Regions from separate parts of the Hordeum vulgare genome. Here region 2 is linked to region 1. The links are chromatin contacts, called in public Hi-C maps. All regions are on one chromosome and are shown on one strand. The core of a region is the stretch at or near the end of the contact, and the rest is flanking DNA. Distances in the headings are between cores, read along the strand shown.

Region 1 (6,490 bases), core at 2,768-5,267:
ACAAGGATGGTGCCACATGGACCTCTACCAAAGGAATCAAGTTTTATGGACGATGACAGGGATTTGACCCCCCAGAGCAGAACAAATACAACTGCAACTGTTAGAGGAAGAACAATTATGACAAGCAGAGGCAAAAGAAGGGCAACACCAGAAGTGGAACCAAATGCAGGTACTCACTGAATTAGAACATCTACTAAGTTCACAACATGAAATAAGAATTAGACCATTTTCTGAATTTACTACACTTTACAAATGTAGATGAGCTAGGAACAAGCGCCAATGCACGCAAAGCAAAGAAGAAAACAGAGGTGGTGGAAGGACTGGAGCAAGAGGAGATGCTGCTATAAGAGGAGCTGCTGGTGGAAGGACTGGAGCAAGAGGAGTTGCTAGTGGAAGAGTTGTTGGACTAGAAGCAACAGGTGGAAGAGGAGTTGGACCAGAAGGAGCTGCTGGAAGAGGTGCCATAGAAGGATGGAGAAGAGTGGAAGATTATCCTCTATGGCAACTAATGTTTGGACATGATGGGACATGGAATGCAATCCCAGACTTGAATGAAGATATTCTAGTGACACAAAATGCCCCTAAGTCTCGAGAAAATTAGTTCATCACTAATCTGCAATTAGTTCATAAGCTCAATTAGTTCATCACTGAACTGCAAGAATGTCCCAGTTCATGTATGAATTAGAAGCTTGCAACTTTGACACTTTTTTGTAATGCAAAACCTTATTACTATGCAATGAAGGATCTACAAAACTTTGATCTACTATGTGTGTTTTATTTTGTTGTGTTGTGTTTTTTCTGCTAGCTCTATGATCTTGTTATCTTGTTAAATTTGCAAATATGATATTGCTTTTAGTTATCTCTACAGTAACAATGTGATCTTGTGGTCTATATCAAAAAGAACAAACATTGTAGAAATATAACAAAACAATTGGGTGATCCTGGGACTCGAACCCAGGACCTGACTTTGTACCATTGCGTGCGTACCACTACGCTCGGAGAGGATGTTTGAGCAAAACATACCAACTACAGTTCTTGTAGAGACCTATTATCCATCTTGGTTGTCCGATCCCAAATCAACAGTCACTGCATCTCCTAGCACGTGTGGCCAAACAAGACTCCGCACGACACCATCCGTATGCCGGTGGGACATCGTCGTTTCCCGCCAGCCTCTCTCCCCACCACTCCCTCTTCCCGCCACTCACTCTTCCCGACATTGCCTCTTCCCTCGTTCTCCTCTTCCCGCCAATGCCACGCTCGACATCTACAAAATACATGGTCACCACCGCCAAATTCATGCCAAGCTAGAGCCACAACAATGTCGCACAAGCTCATCACCACCTGGGCAACCATCACTGGAACCTGAGATCATATCACCCGTCATAGTTCCTCTTCCACTCATGTTCCGCCGCCCAATCCATCTCCTTAGGATCCCGAGCGAGAGCCATGGGAGCCACGGTCAGCCGCTCCGCACCAGACCCAGCCATCAGCGCCATGGACACCCGCTCCACTCCAACCCCAGCCATGGGAGCCATGGCCAGCCACTCCGCTCCATCCCCAGCCATAACCTTCGCTCCTAGTCGCGGTGCCCGTCGTTGATCAGTAGACCGCCGTGCTAAACTCCTACGGCACTGCGGTGAGGGAGCATGCCACTCTCCTCGGACTCATGGTTCGTGTGGATGCATACCCTCCTAGAGTGAGGGAAGCTGTGGCAAGCCATCATGGCACGCGTGACACCATGGTGATAAGGCAAGGTGAAGCGCGTGACATCCATGCTTTCGGGCCAAGCTGCAACCATCCTTCCCCTGAGTACATCGACATGTCATCCAACAAGGCGTAAAGTTCAGAAAGTTCAAAAGGTTCACCTGCACCTATCTATGTTCTATATTGTTGTTAATGTTTTAATGTTAGTCGTAATCAGTGCTAATGCTCCTATCAGTGCTAAGTGGTTAGTGCTTAATGTTAGTGGGATCTCTACTTAGTGTTAATCATGTTGGTGCTCAAGTATGTTTGTGCTCAAGGATTTGATTTCAGTTTGCATTTTAGAGCTTCTTTCACTTGGACAATAAAACTTATCACATTTGCAGATAAACAAATACATAAATCGCCATATACAAATTGCATTTTTTTTTCAGCATTTCACCTACAACATAAGTCACACAATAGCTCTGCTTAGCATTGCAACAACAGTGCAAGCCACACCACTAGCAACAACCACTACAAACAAATCTATTTTCCATGCTCTTTCTCTGCTCATTTGATTTATTTCTCTCTTTCTTTATCCTGTGAATTCCCCGTTCCTTCTCAAACACAACAATTTGCATCTTCTTGTTGTCATCTGCTAGCTTTTGAATTACCATCCTCGATCTTCCCTGCCATGCATCATCTGTCCACCTCAAATAACCACATGAGTTTAGCCCCTATACATTTCAAATTACACAAACACATTCAGTGACAATGCAAAATTCAGGGACAATGCAAAATTGAGTGACAATACAAAATTGTCTATGTTATACCTCATATGAACAACTCATAAATCGTCGGCCTGAATCAAATCCTTCATTACAAACCCTAAAGACTGGCCTCAGTTTGCACCCACATTCAGTTGTACCATGTTGCTTAATCTCACATTCAATCTTGTGAGCCCCCTAATTGAAAAGAGCCATCAAGTACAAGAAAAATATAGCAAGAAATCGAGAAAGAACGCACCTTCATCACTTTTTTGTGCCAAAAATGAGCTCTGAGGTTAGTATCCACTCGCCGTCCATGTCGCCGCCGCCGGTGCATGGTACTTCCTTGACAACACCGTTCGTGACGCCACCATCGGTGCATGATACTTGGTTGAAGTCTTCGTTCTCTCTCAATGGCACATGGCGGGATCTGGCCGCCATGCCCTCGGGCTTTAGTGGAATGAGAGGGGCTGACACGTCGTTGCCTTCCCACGCTAGGCTAGGGATTTGGAGAAGAGAGTCGGGGATAGATAGAACTGAGCCACGGGTTAGTTCAAACATACTTCGAGGGGTTATCAGCAAAAATGCCCTTGACAGATTCGGTCGATCCAGCCGTGCGTGGCAGCCCATGTGGCAACTTTGCGTGTGATTTGGGTCTTAATGAGTCCGCATCAAAGATGATGTACCACTCTTATGTTGCTTTTTGTTTATATATGAATCCGTTACCGTAGCTAAAGTTTTTGTACCCCGCCTATGGCCCTGTTTGGATACTCTAACTCGGTTAGAGGTTAGAGTTAGATTCTAACTCTAGACTAACCCTGAACTAACTCTAACCAAAGAGGTGTTTGGATGGAAGGGTTAGATTGTCAATAAATGCACTTTTTCCAATCATTTGGCTCCTTTATCTAGGATTTTGTGTGGTGGAGGGAGAGAGAAAAGTAACTTTTTCTAGGCCCCACCTAACTCTAACCCAAAAAAGCACCTCTTGGGTGGGTTAGATTTTTGGGATGGGTTAGATGCATCTAACCCACCCTGTTTGGATTTTTGAGGGTTAAATGAGTTCAATCTAACCAACTCTAACTCTAACCCTAGGATCCAAACAGGGCATATAATTAACTCCTTTCCTACCAATACCCACCTTTCACTCGTCGTCCAACACTTGCACCTTGCCATGCCCGTGGCTGCTGACGCTATTGCGCCGCCGGCCCCCGGCCGGCCACCGGCCATCCAGTCCTATGATGTTTGATGTGGCTTCCTTTTTCTACCCATACTTCTTCAACCCGGCGAGGTCACTGTCCTTAACCAGCCTTCATTGTTTCTTTATAGCTCCTAGCATTGGGAGGCCCAGCGCAAACAGTGTTGGCCAATTTTGAAGCCCTTGTGGAATAGCTCATGCATTTGAATAGTTTTTCTTAAATACATCATCAAAATTCCCTCACTTCTGGCGACGAGGCGTAGAATGTGTATATTTTATTACTCCTCCATTTTAAAATATAAAAATGTTTTTCCGTACAATAATATAAAATCGTTTTTGTCATTAGTGTAGTGTAAAAAGCGATTTTATATTATAGGACCAAGGAGTATCTCGTATATACAAGACGTTCAGCGGAGGAAGAGGGAGCCGAGTCGTCTCTCTTGTCCTTGGCAACTCTGCCAACTTCAAAACACTGCCATATAACGAAAAAAAGAAGGAAATATGTAGTAGTACTAGAGACGAGAGCTAGCATCCCAAATAGCATTGCAGGTCACTAGATGGCGGCGGTAGAATTTGGCCGTCACCAGAAGATGACGCTCGACGCGGAGCTGTTGCAAGTGCTGACCGCCGGCGACAAGGTCAGATACTGAGCAGACAAGACCATGGTGCCGGGCAAATAGACGGCCAGGTCGCGGTAAACGTCCATGGCGCGGCACCGGGCCGTTTCCTTCTGGGCGTGGCGAGCAACGGGAACACGGCTCTGCACCTTGTCGCCAGCCGCGGCCATGTCGAGCTCGCGGCGCTCCTCTGCGAGAGGGCACCCTCGCTTGTCGCCGCGCGCAACAAGTGCCTCGACACGCCGCTGCACTGCGCAGCGAGGTTCGGGCACGCGGACGTGGCGGCTGTCCTCCTGCCGAGGATGCGAGCCGGCGGGGCGGAGGAGGAGTCCGCGCTGCGGGCCAGGAACCAGACGGGCGCAACCGCCTTGCACGAAGCCGTCCGGCACCGCCGTGCCGGTGTGGTGGATCTGCTCATGACGGAGGCTCCCCATCTGTCCTCCGTGGACGGCGACGATGGTGTCTCGCCGCTCTACCTGGCGGCGGCGACTCACTCGGTCCAGACGGTCCACGCGCTGCTACGCCCGTCAGAAAACGGAACACCCTCACCGGCGTCGTTTTCTGGTCCGGAGGGACGGACTGCTCTGCATATTGCGGCGACTGTTAGCGAAGGTACGAACATCAACCTGTTTTGGACTTGGACTGGAGGCTGGAAATTCGTGATTGGCATTGGCTGGCCCGAATGCCACTTGGGTGGCCTAGACACTCGGGCTCGACTGTCAGCCCAGGCCTCGATATTCCCTGGAATCGCTCGACTCCCCGTTCCCCTGCTCCCTGTTCCCCGCGTCTTACGGTCGTCGCCGCCGCCGCCGACGCCGCTTCCTCTCCACTCTCCAGGCCGATCACACGGGCCCAGACCGTCGGCTTCTCCGCCAAATCGAGGTCCGTGACTTCTCCGCGCACCCAAGCTGCCGCCACCACTGCCCAGTCGGAGCTCGACGGCGGCACTGCTTTGGCCATCCCCACCTCGGACAAATCCCTCCCCGCGTGCCCAGTCCAGCTCCGGTATGATTCGCTACGGCCCCTTCTCTCCCCGGTCTGACAGCTGCCTCGGACGGCGGCAGTATTATGTGATGGAACAGGCGGAGAGACGAGTCCGATGGCGAGTCCGGCGGCGGAGCTCCGATTTCCAGCACCAGCAGTGTGCGCTTGCGCTGCTTGCATGTGTTGCTCTGTTCGTGTAGAAATTCAACACTTGACCACCGAAATAAGAATTGAAATCGTTGCTTCTCATGGATTCCAAGTGCCAAATACATGAACATCCAAACACCAAAATTGGCATTGAAGCTCAATACAGTGTCATGGATATATTTCGCATTGGATCCAATTAAATGACAAGCTTCCCAAACGGAACTACTCCAGTTAGCAAAGGTATGAGTGAGAATTAGAATGACTACAGCAGAACACCTCACCAGAATGTACTTGTTCCTTTCTGTTCTTCTGTCTGTTTATATACTTTAGTTACTCAAGGAGCCAATAATCCTAAACTGAGAAATGGCCGATTTTCTGTTACTCAAACAAGAAATTCAGTAAATTTTTGTCATGTGTTCTTTCACCTGCTGACAAAGTTCTAATCTTCAAGCAGTGATTGTTCAAGCAATACTGAGCTGGCAGACACAAGGTCCAACTTTGCTAGCCGCAGTTGATTCATCAGGAAGAACACCTCTCCATTTCGCAGCGCTGTCCAGAAAATTTGATATCGCCAAGCGATTACTGGATGATCATGCTTCCCTCGAGCTAGCAAGCATTTCTGATAACAATGGATCATTTCCTATCCACATTCCTGCTATGAAGGGGGATACGAGAACCCTGTGTGAGCTCATAAAGAGATGCCCTGGCTATTATGAACTGGTTGATAATCAAGGAAGAAATCTTCTCCATTGTGCCATCAAGCATGGTCAGGATAGCGTGGTTCGCCACATTTGCCAAAATGACAAGTTAGCCATGCTATTGAATGCGACTGATTGTGAAGGAAATACCCCGCTCCATCTTGCTGTCGAATGTGGAAATCCAAGAATTGTCAGTTTACTATTGGCGACACTGAGTGTTTGCATGGGCATTACCAACAAGGATGGCCTAACTGCTAGGGATCTTTGTTGGATTGCAATAGCACCTCGACAGAGTAACTATTTCCTGGTAATTTTGTCTTTTGTTATCTTCGTATATTGTTATCCTCTTACATTTCTGTTGTGCTTAGACTCAGTTCGCAGTTACTGTTATGCTATTCT
Region 2 (6,490 bases), core at 1,955-4,454, 140 kb before region 1:
ATAGTGAAGGTGATGGTGGGGAAGATGGCAATGACAGTGACAGTGATGAAGAGGATGACAAAGAAGATCGTGAGCAGGACTCTGAAGATGACAATGAAAATGACAATGACAATGACAGTGACGAAGACGATGGCAATGACAGTGATGAAGACGACAATGATGAAGAAGATGATGAGCATGACTCTGATTCCGAGAACAACAAGCTACGTACTTATGAGCTAAACAGACTGAGGTTAGGAATGAAACATAGATATTTTTTTGCTGCTTGTCATCATGTTTATTTATCTGTTTATCTGGGACTAACTGAGATGGGTTCGAACGTGTTTTTAAACCATGATCTGAGTCTCCATACTATTAACTGTAATATTAAAATGTTCAAATCCTATTGTAATTGTAACTACGATGGCTTCTACTTCATATGTTTGGGATTGTGTGCATATGTCCAAATAGCCTTGTATGTCCATCTTTTATATGAACTATAGTCCATATACAGTTACTTGCCAAGAGTTTCTTATTGTGTTCTCTTGTGATTATGTTCTTGCTGCAGGTACTACTATGCAGTTGTGGTGTGTGATTCCAGTACAACTGCAAATCACCTATACACGACTCTTGATGGTACTGAGTTCTTGAAAACAGCAAATGTGTTTGATTTGCAGTTTATTTCTGACAATATGGAGTTCAAACATGCTGCCCGCGATGTGGCTACAGAGGTATCTTTTAGCTGCACCCATATTTCTTGGTAGTCATATTAAACTGTTCGCACTTGGCAGCATAAAAGTTACCATTTTCAGAAGTGGCTGAATGAGTAATGATGTTATTTGAGAACAACTTGCCTTCCCCTCATGCTAAAAGTGGTCTTTTCAGTAATAATTTGTTTGACTCCATGCAGGCACCTCCGAATTACAAGGAGCCTGATTATGAGACTCGTGCTTTGCAACATAGCAAAGTTAAGCTCACATGGGATGATGATGAGCCAGAGCGTAAGAAGAAATTGAGGCGGAAGTTCAACGATGAACAGGTTAGCTCTATTACTTAAAACTCAATAATAAATGTGAAGGGGGGAATTAAAGTGTCATAGTGGACTTTTGCATTTTTTTAATCTTCTTGGAACAATTGTGAATTATGTTGATGACATGCATTTTCTACCCTTTTCTTATGAAATCTTTCAATTTATTTGTCATTGTTTCTTGTCCTTCTATTTTTTCTTTGGTTTGACATCTTCAACATCTTTTTTTGTTGTCCCAGTTAGATGACCTTGGTGTATTTTTAGCTAGTGATGACAGTGAGTCAGATGATGATGTAGCTGATTCTGGGGATGAGCCTCGACCAAATGGAGTACCGAAAAGAAAGTTAACACATAAGGAGCGGATGGCTCTTTTACTAGAAGGAGATAAATCGGATGAGGAACAAGCTGATGACCAGGACATGGAGGTAACATTCAACACGGAGCTTGAGGACCTTAGCAAACGTATCCTTGAGAGAAAGAGCAGCGAGAAGAAGACTGTCTGGGAGATGCACCAAGAAAAAATGAAGGAAAAGCGGAAAGCTAGGAAGAGGTCGTCGAAGGATGATGATGATGATGACGATAGCAACGAAGATGGTGCTGATGAAGATGAAGATTTCTTTGAGGATGAAAAGTCTGATGAAGACGTTAAGCCAATGAAGAAGCAGAAGGTTAAAGCCAAAGATAAAGAAAAAGGGAAAGGAAAGGACAAGCTTCCAGAGGAACATTTCGAACCAGAAGCAACTAAAGAAGAGTTGGAGCTCCTGGTTGCTGATCAGGATGCAGGCAATGGTGCAAAGGGCTATAACATAAAACGCAAGAGTAAAAAGGGCAAGAAGGGCAAGGATTCTGTCGAGGACAAACATCCTCATATTGACCTTACCAATGACAAGAGGTTTGATCCCATGTTCACGTCTCATCTGTTTGCACTGGATCCTACTGATCCCCAGTACAAGAGGTACTACCAGCATCCATCACCTTCATTTACCCATCCTACTATTGTATAATCTGCTTGACCTGCATTAGTGTTATTGATGCTGACTGCGAATGGTTTTGTACAGGAGTGCCGACTTCAAGCGAAAGCAAACTGGGAAGAAGGGTGTGCGTGCAGGCACATTGGATAGTGAACCACCTGTGGAGGAGTCATCTCCGGGGAGTACATTGCCAGCTGATGATGCATCGACTAGGAAGACCAAGCAGAAACATGACGGGGCGTCTACGGAGAAGCTACAAATGCTATCTGCTGTTAAGTCCCTCAAAAGGAACCTCACAGCGTTCAAGAAAGGAAGCAGCACGAGTGAACGGTAGAGAAGATGATCGTCTTTGGCCTGATATAGCTTTCCTGATGAAAAATGCCTCAGTAGCCTTCAGAATAGGTTGAAGGTTTGATGATATGCCATTTTTGGACTTTGATAGCACAATGATCCGGTTGGACTAAAAATTCTATTAGGCTAGTTAAATACCCTGAAGGTTTTCTCAGTCGTTCATGTGGAACAGGTATGTTTGCAAGGGTTGTGTTTTACTGGCTGTTACGGTATCCAACTATAGTGAATGTTGGCTTTTTCTCAAAATGGATTATTTATCTTGTGGCACTTGCACGTGTTATGGCCAATCTAGATATAGGTGAGTACCGGAAGAGAAACAAACAAAGTCCAAGTATCTTCTGCCCCTGGATTAGCATCACTGAACGGGAACCCCTAATCAGCGCCGATTAGGTAACTTGGTGCGTGCACGTTCCTTTGTTGGGCCGGTTTTGATGTTGATCCATTCCTCTACACACACCACAACGAAAAATCATCAGCTCGTGGGGATTTGATCCCACGCCTTGCACGTTCCTTTGTTGGGTCGGTTTTGATGCTGGTCTATTCCACTACACGTAATACAGCAGAAAAACATTAATAGGGCAAAAAACAGTCGTTCATGTGCAACAGGCATGTTTGCAAGGGTTGTGTTTTACTGGCTGTTATGGTATCCAACTATGCTGAATGTTGGTTTCTTGCTCGCTGTTATGGTATCCAACTATACTGAATGTTGGTTTCTTGCACAAAAAAGATTATTTATCTTGTGGCACTCGCACGTGTTATGACCAATCCAGATAAATGTCGGAAGAAAAACAAACAAAATCCAAGTATCTTCTGCCCGTGGATTAGCATCACTGAACGAAAACCCATAGTTGGTGCCTTCAGCACCGAGTAGGTAACTTGACGCCTTCACATTCCTTCGTTGGGCCGGTTTTGATGCTGACCCATTCCACTACAAGCAGCACAGCGAAAAATCATTAATAGCGCAAAAAACAGCTCTCGTGAGATTTGATCCCACACCCTGCACGTCCTTGGTTGGGCCGGTTTTGACACTGTCCCATTCCATTAAACGCAGCACAGTGGAAAATCATTAATAGAGCAAAAAAAACAGCTCTCGAGGAATTCATCCCAACGCGCGCCACACCACCTCCATCAGTGTGAAAGCCATGAGCGTGGCCGGTGCTTATGGATGGATGGATGTCACGGTGTAAGTTCTACATCGATTTTCTCTCATCCATCTCGTGTACACATCCCAGCTAAAAAGAATTCGTTGCATGTAGCAGGATGAGTTCAGTTTCTCCTTCAACATTACAAATTAATCAAGGTTTCCGGTAATATCTAACCATGATAATCTCCTGACAAAGACTAGCTGCACACACAAAACATCGCAAGCACATAAATATCTAACCATGGTAATCTCCTCACAAATTAATCAAGATTCATCCATGATACAATTCCCACATGTTGCCGACATTTCTTTAAATGTCTGTCACCCCCGTTGTAAATGCATGGCAGGCAATCAAGGAACCCTGAAATGATTAAAATCATCATTCATCATAGATGAACCTTCGTCTCCCATGATCCCCTAAAACAGTCCAAACTAGAATATCCACCGAAACCTCTCACATGCCAATACCACAAGAATGAAACTTAACTCAGCCCTAATGCCATGCTGAAGGATCTAAATCAAAGGATCAAATTGAGTTCGAAGCTTTGTGCTTCTGTTCTGCTGAACCCATCTCGCTTGGTATCGAGCCTACCTAAATAGGTGGAAAGAACCGTCGAATCAGGAAAAACACACAACTCTCACGTTCCCCTTAAGCACCCCAATGCAGAACTCACCCCAAAAAATGTCTGGCATGCTAAGGGTCGGACAAGATCAACGTGTTCAGTCCTAACAAAATAAACAAAGGACTCCGAATAAAGTGTAGTGTCGATACGCTAGCCTGTTAATCTCCATTTCTGCTGAAGTCATCTCCTCTTGTTCCTTTGCTTTTCTACACGACACAACTTGAAGAAAAAAAATACAGTCCACACCATGAGCGAGACCGGCTCTTATGGATGATTGCCCATGTCCAGAGCAGTTATAACATACCCGGCCTGTCAGAGGAGTCGCTACCAGCCAAGCCGGTATATGTACGAATATAAGTGACCTCTGGCCCACTCATGTGAGGTATTCTGCGACGTATTTTTGTGCGAACATGAATAATGCGCCAAGTATTGAGCACGGCCCTATATTAAGTAGTAACCATGCTGCGCTTATGGACGTTTGGGATTTCGGTAGCGCGTAGCCGCATGTCCCAAAAATCTGTGTCCCGCTATTTACTGCATATAGAAATTTAGAAAAACATGATTTTTGAAAAACAATGTGAAGAAAATTTGAAATTTCACAAACTCAAAACAAACCACAAATACAAAGAATTTTCATGAATTACAAAAAAATATCAATGATTTCAAAAAAGTTCACTAATTTGGAAAAAGTTCATCAATTTTGAAAAATAGTTCATCGATTTTGAAAAATGTACATCATTTTTTAAAAGGTATATTCAATTTTATAAAGTTCATAAGTTTTAAAAAAGTTCATCAATTTTGAATAAAGTTCAGCGTTCTTTAGAAAAATTCAGTTATGAAAAAAATTCAAAAGTTTTGAAAAAAGTTCATCTATTTTCAATTAAAGTTCATCGATTTTGAATAAAAGTTCATCGTTCTTTAGAAAAAGTTCATGGATTTTGAAAAAAGTTCATCATTTTTGAGGAAAGTTCAAGAACTTGAACAAGGTTCATTGATTTTCAAAAAGTGTTCATCAAATTTGATAAAAAGTTCATCAATTTTTAAAAAAGTCATAGAAATGGAAAAAATCATGGATTTTCAAAAAAATCTACAAAATTGAAAAAAATCGTCAAATTGTCAAAAAGTTATCGAATTTGGAAACAAAGTTCACTGAATTTTTAAAAATGTTCATTCAATTTGATAAAATTTCATCGAATTTGAAAAAAATTCATCGATTTGAAGAAAAAAATTCACGAATTATAAAAAAAATCATCGAGCCGCGAAGAAGAAAAAGGAAAAACAAAATAAAAAACAAGAAAACAAAAACAAAAAACGAAAAATGAAAAAGCCAAAAAGAAATAAGAAAAGATGCAAAAGAATGTTAGTCGTCATGTTGGTCGACGTGACGCGGTGGTTACTGTGTGTTAACTCGAAGTGGAGATCAGGAGTTCGATACCCCGCTGTGCTGCTCCTTTTACGTCGTCACAACTGAAAGGAAAAAGGGTGAGATGGGTCAGCCCACCACGGGGTGCTGAATGCACTCGTTTGCAAAATACACATTAACAAGCGCCTACGGTGTCAAATAGGATTCGGTGCGGTCCGTCTTACACCCACCTTCCTCCGAGTTAATTATAGGTGGGCTACAAAAAGTTTTGATGCGATAAGAGATACATACATAAATAAAAACCCATAAAAATGGCACATCGTCTTTGATGCTATAACATATTGGTACAAAAGTGATCGAAATTCGACGCGTCGGCTACCACGTAGGAAGGAGGCATGCGTCGGCTGTCACTCGGTTCTCATGTGAGCATTTTGCAAAAAAAAAAAAAAACTGAGTGGTGCAATATGTACACAATGCGGTCCTCCCTCGTCTATAAGTGACTCCGCTGCCCAAAAACCCTCTCTAACTCCTCCCTTTCTGTCTAGAGCATGCTACTATCTCCGGCACGACGATTCTTCATCGACAGCATTGGCGTCGGCGCCGTTGATCAACGAGGCATGGAGCCGCTCCTCCGGGAACTGGGATTGTTCCCTCGAGAGTATGGTATGAGCCCCCCTCCCCCCTTCTCGTCGCAAGGACCTCCCCCCCTTCTGTAGGAGATGATCCATTGTGATGGCATGAATTTTGGACCGCAAAGATTGGTGTTTTCAGTTGTAGAGTAGATATGATGGATGATTATGGTTGAAGGAAGGACGAATTTTGATTTTGCGGGGTGGTGATCATGATCAAGTGTTTGGCGGTCAAATTAGGGTTAAATTAGTGGGGGTCAATTATTGCTGTCGATCCAAGTGTGTAGAATGAGTTGTGTTATGAATGGCCAACTGTATGACAATAATCAGGCAACAAATTTGTTGTTTTTACATGTCCCATGTTTCTGTTTGTCGATTGGAGCTGCAAGTTTGAACATGTTCA

What was found. Hi-C and Micro-C count contacts between places; a contact is called where the count stands out from the background.
Region 2: a contact with region 1 is called in a Hi-C map of leaf, with 10 times the contacts expected there. The contact joins the enhancer-like site here to the promoter of LOC123425833 in region 1. A contact is called at or near these places in 5 of 6 Hi-C or Micro-C datasets (leaf, seedling and an unstated tissue) and 1 of 1 datasets of contacts at active chromatin or transcription factors (embryo).

Annotation. Positions count from the first base shown.
Region 1 is chr2H:201,259,102-201,265,591 of MorexV3_pseudomolecules_assembly, reverse strand. It overlaps LOC123425833 (ankyrin repeat-containing protein At5g02620-like), which reads left to right and starts at 4,017. Exons shown (of 3, transcript XM_045109572.1): 1 at 4,017-4,874; 2 at 5,848-6,398. The coding sequence starts at 4,565.
Region 2 is chr2H:201,401,650-201,408,139 of MorexV3_pseudomolecules_assembly, reverse strand. It overlaps LOC123425834 (pre-rRNA-processing protein ESF1-like), which reads left to right. Exons shown (of 7, transcript XM_045109575.1): 3 at 1-232; 4 at 548-710; 5 at 890-1,018; 6 at 1,246-1,961; 7 at 2,065-2,595. The coding sequence ends at 2,311. Among protein-coding and RNA genes, the nearest start is that of LOC123425834, 7.3 kb to the left of the region's middle. Within about 2 kb of position 3,204, at least 2 of the 3 cell types and tissues checked have open chromatin away from gene starts, as enhancers often do. A contact at or near this core is called in leaf and seedling, where this site is marked.